Linked DNA regions of Ovis aries: region 1 is linked to region 2. The links are chromatin contacts, called in public Hi-C maps. All regions are on one chromosome and are shown on one strand. The core of a region is the stretch at or near the end of the contact, and the rest is flanking DNA. Distances in the headings are between cores, read along the strand shown. Region 1 holds the start of SMC5 (structural maintenance of chromosomes 5). Region 2 holds the start of KLF9 (KLF transcription factor 9).

Evidence for each region. A called contact is a pair of places that touch in the nucleus more often than the background predicts.
Region 1: a Hi-C map of hypothalamus shows a contact between it and region 2, with 2.9 times the contacts expected there. The contact joins the promoter of SMC5 here to the promoter of KLF9 in region 2. A contact is called at or near these places in 2 of 16 Hi-C or Micro-C datasets (hypothalamus and skin fibroblasts).

The regions. Positions count from the first base shown.
Region 1 is chr2:66,427,355-66,431,171 of ARS-UI_Ramb_v3.0, forward strand. It overlaps SMC5 (structural maintenance of chromosomes 5), which reads right to left and starts at 1,388. Exons shown (of 23, transcript XM_060409381.1): 1 at 1,096-1,388. The coding sequence starts at 1,286. LOC132659174 (a long non-coding RNA gene) reads left to right here and starts at 1,472. Exons shown (of 2, transcript XR_009599228.1): 1 at 1,472-1,554; 2 at 3,499-3,817.
Region 2 is chr2:66,236,250-66,239,864 of ARS-UI_Ramb_v3.0, forward strand. It overlaps KLF9 (KLF transcription factor 9), which reads left to right and starts at 1,763. Exons shown (of 2, transcript XM_004004321.6): 1 at 1,763-2,837. The coding sequence starts at 2,342.

The sequences.
Region 1 (3,817 bases), core at 138-2,637, 190 kb after region 2:
ACTTACTAAATACAGCAAACTGTTTCAGGCAGTTCCATGCTCTTCCCGTAAGACTTTCATATCCTCCAGTACAAGGCCCTTCTCACAACTGTGGAGGAAATTAATCATTTCATCCTTTGCGCCCCCAGGGCATCCTGATACACACACATATATATATATATAATTATGGTAGGTACTTCATTTGATATTTATCTTTCCTGATTTGAATTAAAACAACAATTCAGCTACTTATCAGCTGAGTAAACCTGGGCAAATCAACCTCTCTGAGCTTAACAGTGGAGATGCTATAAACAGTTATGAGGAATGAATGAGGGTACTGTGCAAATAAAGTACCTATTTCTATACCTGGCACAGGATAGATGCGTTAAAGAAAATGTCGTTATTGTTACTCTAATTGTTTTCCTTAGGCCACTGTGCAAGCTTAAAATATAACAGACAAATGAACTGCAAGGTGCTAGACGGATACACGGTAGTTGTGTTACAACATCCTCACTAAATTCTAAAGTGAATACTATGATTAGCTGTCTGAAGGGTGAGAAAGCAACCAGGGAAGAAAGTCAGATTTGAAGAAGACAAGGCTCTGCTGGGTAGCGCAACAACTGAGAGCAGGGCTTAATTTTCTGGTACATTTCAGGAAATGTCTCCATCCATGACAACCATCACCATCTATGTCCACCTGGCAACTGCCATCTCTTCACGAAATGTGCCACAGCGTCACTGTCGCACTGATTTAACCGTTGCTTTTTGACTTCCCAGGACCACAGTTTTGTGAATTACAGATTATGTCTACAGGCCGTGACTCCCAGCGGGAGGAGATGTAATTCCTACTACGTCCACTGCCCGCCATTTGACGCCTTCAAACAACTTTGGCATTAAGAATTTAAAAACTGCAATACACAAGGCACACACCTACCACATCAACAAACACGTCAATCTCCACGGCCCACAAGTAAATATCCTCACAGCAATCCCCGGACGAATTTACCAAAAGCTAGGCACACCTCGACCGACCCGCCCCCCGCATGCACGCAGCTTGCGGCCCTCGTGTGCCGGCCGCTGGCCTCCCACGCCGCGGCTCGGCCTCCGGTCACTCACAGGAAGTTCTCCATCGCGATGCGGACTATAGAGCCTTCCACGAAAGGCCCGGACGACGGCAGTGGCGGTGGCGCAGCCGGTGGGACCGAACTCTTTTTCTTGCTCGGGACTTCCGACGAGGGATCACTCAGGAGAGCTCTCTTGGAGGCCAGGGGGCTTTGAGTGGACGTTTTCCTGCTCGGTGTCGCCATCCTGGCGGTCTCTCTTCCTGGCTGTGGCTTCCGTTCCCACCTACCTACAGCCCCAGCGCGCCGCCGTCCCACTCCCGCGCGAATAGCGCGGCGCGCGACTGCGCGAGAGCCGGCCCCGGCGCCTGCGCAGTCCCTTCCTGGTAGCGTCACAGGGTATGCCCCACCCCTCCACCCCTCCGCCCCTTGCGGGTCCTGGGAGACCTGAGCTGGCGGGAATCGGACGGGGTGGCATACAGGACCCAGCGGGAAGCGGGCACGGGACTGGTCTGTACGTTTCTGCATTTTGCCGATTTTTTTTTTTTTAACTCAGAAAAAAATGTCAGCTGCATTTAATGTTTTGAAAGCCTTTTCAGCGCTCCAGGAAACATCCACGAGGGGAGGGAGCGCGGGACCTCTTCATCTTCTGACTGTGCTTTTAATCAGGTCCCCGTGTCAAAACAGAAACCCCAACAATGCAAGCTTTCGAATGACTCTATGCCAGCTCTTCCCTTAAAACATAGCGTTCGTGTCTGTTGCGCTCTCCAACAGGTGTAAAGGTTGCACCGCACAGGTTTTCTTCACTACCCCCACCACCACCCCCTCTCCCTAGTTCCCTAGTAAGAATTCCTCCTTCGAACTTTCTAGAAATGCCCCAGCGAGCACGCTGGCATCGTTGAGAGGATGCTTCCACTTAAACCTAGTCACGTTCATCTAGTTAAATCCCTTATTAAAGATGAGGTTCACTGAGGCCTCTGCAGGTCTTTACTCACTCTAATAATGTCTGATCTACAGTAGGCTAGGCTGAGGCAGTGAGGGAACCAGGCAAGCAGGTCTCAGAGCTTACGTTCTGGTGTGGAAGACAGGAAAAGAACAAGATAACCTACATAGGATCAAGATAATTCCAGGCGGTGATAGGTGTCATGAAGGGAAAAACAGAATGAATGTAAGAAGCAGGGAAGGCCTGTCAGAGAAAGTGATACTTGAGCTAAATCCTGGAGAAGGAGCTAGCGGAGGAAATGAGAAAAGAGCATTCCAGGCAAGGACAGAGGCTCTGAGGTGGAAACCAGCAGAATGAGGAACAAAGGGAAGGCCGGCTAAGCTGTGCTGAAGTGAGCAAGCTTGCTTAGGGGGGCCTTGCCCATCATGCATTTTATTTTAAAAGCAATGGGAAGCCATTGGATGGTTTTAAGCAGGAGAGAGACAAGATCTGATTAAAGTTTTTAAATGGAGCACTCTGGTTTCTGATTCCTCAGAGTCAAGCATGGAAGTTGAGAGGGCATTTAGAAAGCAATCGCAGAAAACCCTGATTCCCCACTTCAGGATAAAGGCTCCTTTCCCAAGCCCCTGCTTCTTCTCACACAACTGAAATCTGTACTCTTTAAAAGTTGTAACCAAAGAAAGAATAAAAAATTTTTTTTAAATGTGAACATGTCTTGGTTGTTAGAAAATTTTTAGTTTTTCAGCAAATTAAATAATACCTTTAAAACTGTTCAAAAGGCAGGAAATAATCTTTTTAAAAATAGGGCTTAGGAGGGTACTATACCCTCATTTGCTACATTGCTAGTACAAACTTTTTGAGAAGTGACTTGGTAACCTGCTTCAAGAGCCTTAGAAGAGTCAAATTCTTTGAAGAAATCATTACATTTAGGGAAACCTAATGGTAAAATGGCACCCCACTCCAGTACTCTTGCCTGGAAAATCCCATGGATGGAGGAGCCTGGTAGGCTGCAGTCCATGCTAAGGGTCGGACACGACTGAGTGACTTCCCTTTCACTTTTCACTTTCATGCATTGGAGAAGGAAATGGCAATCCACTCCAGTGTTCTTGCCTGGAGAATCCCAGGGACAGGGGAGCCTGGTGGGCTGCTGTCTGTCGGGCTGCACAGAGTCGGACATGACTGAAGTGACTTAGCAGCAATGGTAAAATAATACATGCAGTGATAATGAGGGTTGAGAGCAGGAAACCAATCTAATCATTTTATACTATCATTAGATCTCAGTGAACCACTCAAATTGTGCTTATAAAGTTGAGTTGGGAAATGTGTGTGTGTGTGTTTGTGTTTATGCTCAGTCATGTCCAACTGTTTGTGACCCCATGGACTGTAGGCCACCAGGCTCCTCTGTCCCTGGGATTTTTCAGGCGAGAGTACTGGAATGGGGTGCCATTTCCTCCTCCAGGGGATCTTCCCGACCCAAGAATCTAACGCGTATCTCCTCTGTGTCTTGCCTTGCAGGTGGAATCTAACCCTAAGCTATCAGGAAATGACACCACATATTATGCATATGGATTGTGAGTTCTTGTCTAGACTGTCCGTCAGTCATGCTCTACCGTCATCCTTTGAAAAGGAAAATGTTACTGGTTTTACTTCTAACCACAAGCACAACATGTGTTAAATGCAGAAATTTAGGAAACACAGAGAAAAACAAACATACACAAGGGGGAAATTACTCATAATTCCTCTACCCAGACTGATCACTGTTAAGATTTTGGTGTATGTTTGAATATCTTTTTTCTCTGTGTATATATGTTATGGTCCTTTTGTTGAAAAAGGT
Region 2 (3,615 bases), core at 513-3,012:
TATGATGATGATGGTGGCGGTGATGATATTCTTCGTTGACCAGCACCCCCTTTCTAAACTTCCCTTTCCTGTGTAGTCACCTACTGCAATATCTTTCTGTACCATTTTAAAAGCAAAGTCAATGGAAACTACACTAGCCTTCAAACTAGAAGGGTAAATTTGAGACTCCTCCTTTAGAGACCAGAACCTTTCCCAAACCTTAACAAAGGCTAATAGCCAGTGGGGGTTATGGTTGGACCTCATTGCATCTACGTTACATAGAGGCAGGTACCTCTCACACCCACTTAGGAAAATAAATGTATTTTTAATCAATTCTGTGGACAGTACACCTGCTGCAAGAAACATTGACCTTAGATTCCTTTTTCAGCTATCAAGATGGATAACAACCCCATCATTCTTTCAGAGAGAGGCGCAAACCTAAGAAGTAGACTCTTAAGAGCCATACTAATTGTTGATCAAGTAATGCCAAAATATTCAATGGCTTTGGCTGGTTCCAGTTCTTAAGAATCTGTTAAGCAAAGTTAATATTTCACAAAACCAAAGAGTTCAGCTCTGAAGCCCAAACAGCAAGGAATCAGATTTATGTTTTCCATGGAGTTCTCTACCTGATAAGGTAGACAAGTCACTTCTTTGCATCTTAGTGTTCATATCTGTTAAGTGAGGGAAGGGATACATACACACCCTAACGTCCCTCAGGGGCTGTGGAAAGAAAATGAATTAAAAATGTTTTTGAAGTTTTAAAAGTTATACAGGGATTTTTGGCTTCATTTATTTGAGGAAGATAAAAATAGCATCAAAACAAAACGAAAACAGCTTACTTAGAATAACCTGCAGGAGGGAAGAAGAGAAATTAAAGACGCATCACAAAAGCAAAGATGAAGTGGTCAAAGTAAGTGCAGTCAGAACAAAAACAAGCTTTAAAACAGAACTTTTGTCAGCTCTGCATTTTCAAGATGAGTTAGTCATAATTATTGCATTGGGTGGAAGAATTATTAAAAATCTACCTAAAAGTATGCTGCTTCCCAAAACGGAAAAAAACGAATTGATGCTTTCTCATTTGTGTTTATTCTTGGGCAACTTGGCCTGATAATATTTAGTTCTTTTCTTTAATTATAGACTCACTTTGCATTTATTCATCACCCCTGCCCTCCCATACATATCTCTATTTTACTATCAGCAACACAAAGTGCAAGGATATATTCAGTTTCACTATAGCTCTTCCCGTTTACAAGTGTGGAGCGCTTGACTTCGGTACGCCCTTCTGATTGGCTAAGCCATTGTCAGTGACATCAACCAACTTACTTTTGATTGGAAGGCTGGTTGCTGGGACTGTAGCGTTTGCAGGAAGTCACTTAACTGTTTGCGAGCTGGAAAACCGAAACGGACGTTATCTTTTTGTCATAAGAAAGAACGCAGCTGAGTAGGAAGGTGTATCCTACAACTCCGCCAGCTGGAACGTGAGCCAGGAGGCCTGGACCGGCTAAGGGATTGAGGGGCACTCCCAAAGACGTCCGGCTGCTCCTTTCCAGCCTCCCGGCTGTTACCCTTTTAAATGTCAGCGTTCGAGGCTGTAGGGGTAGCACGAGGCATCGAAACGGAACAGTCGGATTGGCCGCGCGCCTCAGTTCTAGACGCACCTCTCCACCGAAAGGCCGTTCTGACTGGCAGCGGGAGAAAGTAAACAGAGTTGAATCACCCTCCCCACTGGCCAATTGGAGGGGGTTCGGATTGTGACGTGATGGGATTCTGCGAAATTGTTACTGTGCGAGAGAATGCCGGCACGGTGCGGACCGGCAAGAGCAGGGGCTCAGAAGCTGTCAGTGGACTGGGGGAAAAGTGTCTCTTAGACCTGGCGCTTCGTCCGGCGCTTGCCACCCGCGTCCAGGTGGTTGGGTGAAAGTCCTGGGGCTTTGGCTCGACGGAGAGGCAGCCGAGGGCGTGTACCTCTCAGGCAGTTTCCTCTCCCAGCGCCTCGGGGGCGTTTTCGGTCGAATAAACTTGCGACCGCCACGTGTGGCATCTTTCCAAGGGAGCGAGCTCGGAGTGGCGGGCGCGCCCGTCGGTGGGGATCGCGCCCGGCTCTGGGCATCGGCGGCGGCGAGAGGCGGCAGCGCGGCGGAGCCCGGGGCCGTGGATGCTGCGTGCGGAGGCGCTGCCGGTTACGTAAAGATGAGGGGCTGAGGTCGCCTCGCGCTCTGCGAGTCGGAAGCGCCCCGCGCCCCCGCCCCCTTGGCCACCGCGCGGCGCAGCGCTCGTAGTCCGAGGCCAGGGCACGGCGAGCCGAACCTCCGCAGCCACCGCCAAGTTTGGCCGCGCCGCCGGGGCTGCTGTCGCCCGCACCATGTCCGCAGCCGCCTACATGGACTTCGTGGCTGCCCAGTGTCTGGTTTCCATTTCGAACCGCGCTGCGGTGCCGGAGCATGGGGGCGCTCCGGACGCCGAGCGGCTGCGACTACCTGAGCGCGAGGTGACCAAGGAACACGGTGACCCGGGGGATACCTGGAAGGATTACTGCACGCTGGTCACCATCGCCAAGAGCTTGCTGGACCTGAACAAGTACCGACCCATCCAGACCCCCTCGGTGTGCAGCGAGAGCCCGGATGAGGATATGGGGTCCGACAGCGACGTGACCACCGAATCTGGGTCGAGTCCTTCCCACAGCCCGGAGGAGAGACAGGATCCTGGCGGCGCGCCCAGCCCGCTCTCCCTCCTCCACCCTGGAGTGGCTGCGAAGGGGAAACACGCCTCCGAAAAGAGGCACAAGTGCCCCTACAGTGGCTGTGGGAAAGTCTATGGAAAATCCTCCCATCTCAAAGCCCATTACAGAGTGCATACAGGTTAGCGGCGTCTCCCTCTCCAGCCCAACTCTGGGGTTAACCTTTGGCCAGGCAGTCTTCCTGGGTGTGGAGTATTCCATGTGTGGCCGAAAGGGTGCAAAATTTTGGATGAGTTGCTGTTTAATTCTTTAAAATGATTGAACCTGGTAGAAACGGAGAGCTCACTCTCTTTAATCGTCCCCAGCCTCTAGAAGCCATGGAGAGCCTTAACTTGGGGGACAGAAAGAGTGCTGAGGGCCAGCCCCTGTGCGTGGCTTCGTGGGGAGTGGTGCGGCCCCTCCCCTGTCCCGCCCCGCCCCCCTCCCCAGGACTCCCGCACCGGGCGACTATGGGGCCACCCAACCTTGGCAGACGCTAACGGGGGCTTGGGGGGACAGAGTCAAATGGTGTATGTTTTATTTTATTCTCTTGTGGGATTGCAGCGAAGTGGCCGAAAGCTGGGGAGAAGCGGCGCACTTTACATGGAACCTTTTAGGGATGACTAAGGGCTCGGTTAGCTGTATGCTTGCTACTTTTCAGGGCTTGCCAAGGTGGTTTTAAATATGGCCAAGAGTCCTCAGAGAGGTTTAAAATAACACTGCTTCAGGCAGCAGTGGAGTTTGATCAAGTGATGGTTAACTTTACAACTAGTTAGCCTTTTTAAGGAGATTTCAGAGCGGATTTTTCCCCACGTAATTTAGATCGCACCCTCCACCTTGAATAGAGCACTTAGCAAGGAGGTGTGGTCCTTGCCGGAGGTCAAGGCTGATAATGAAGGTTGGGGTGTTTTGGAGGCCCC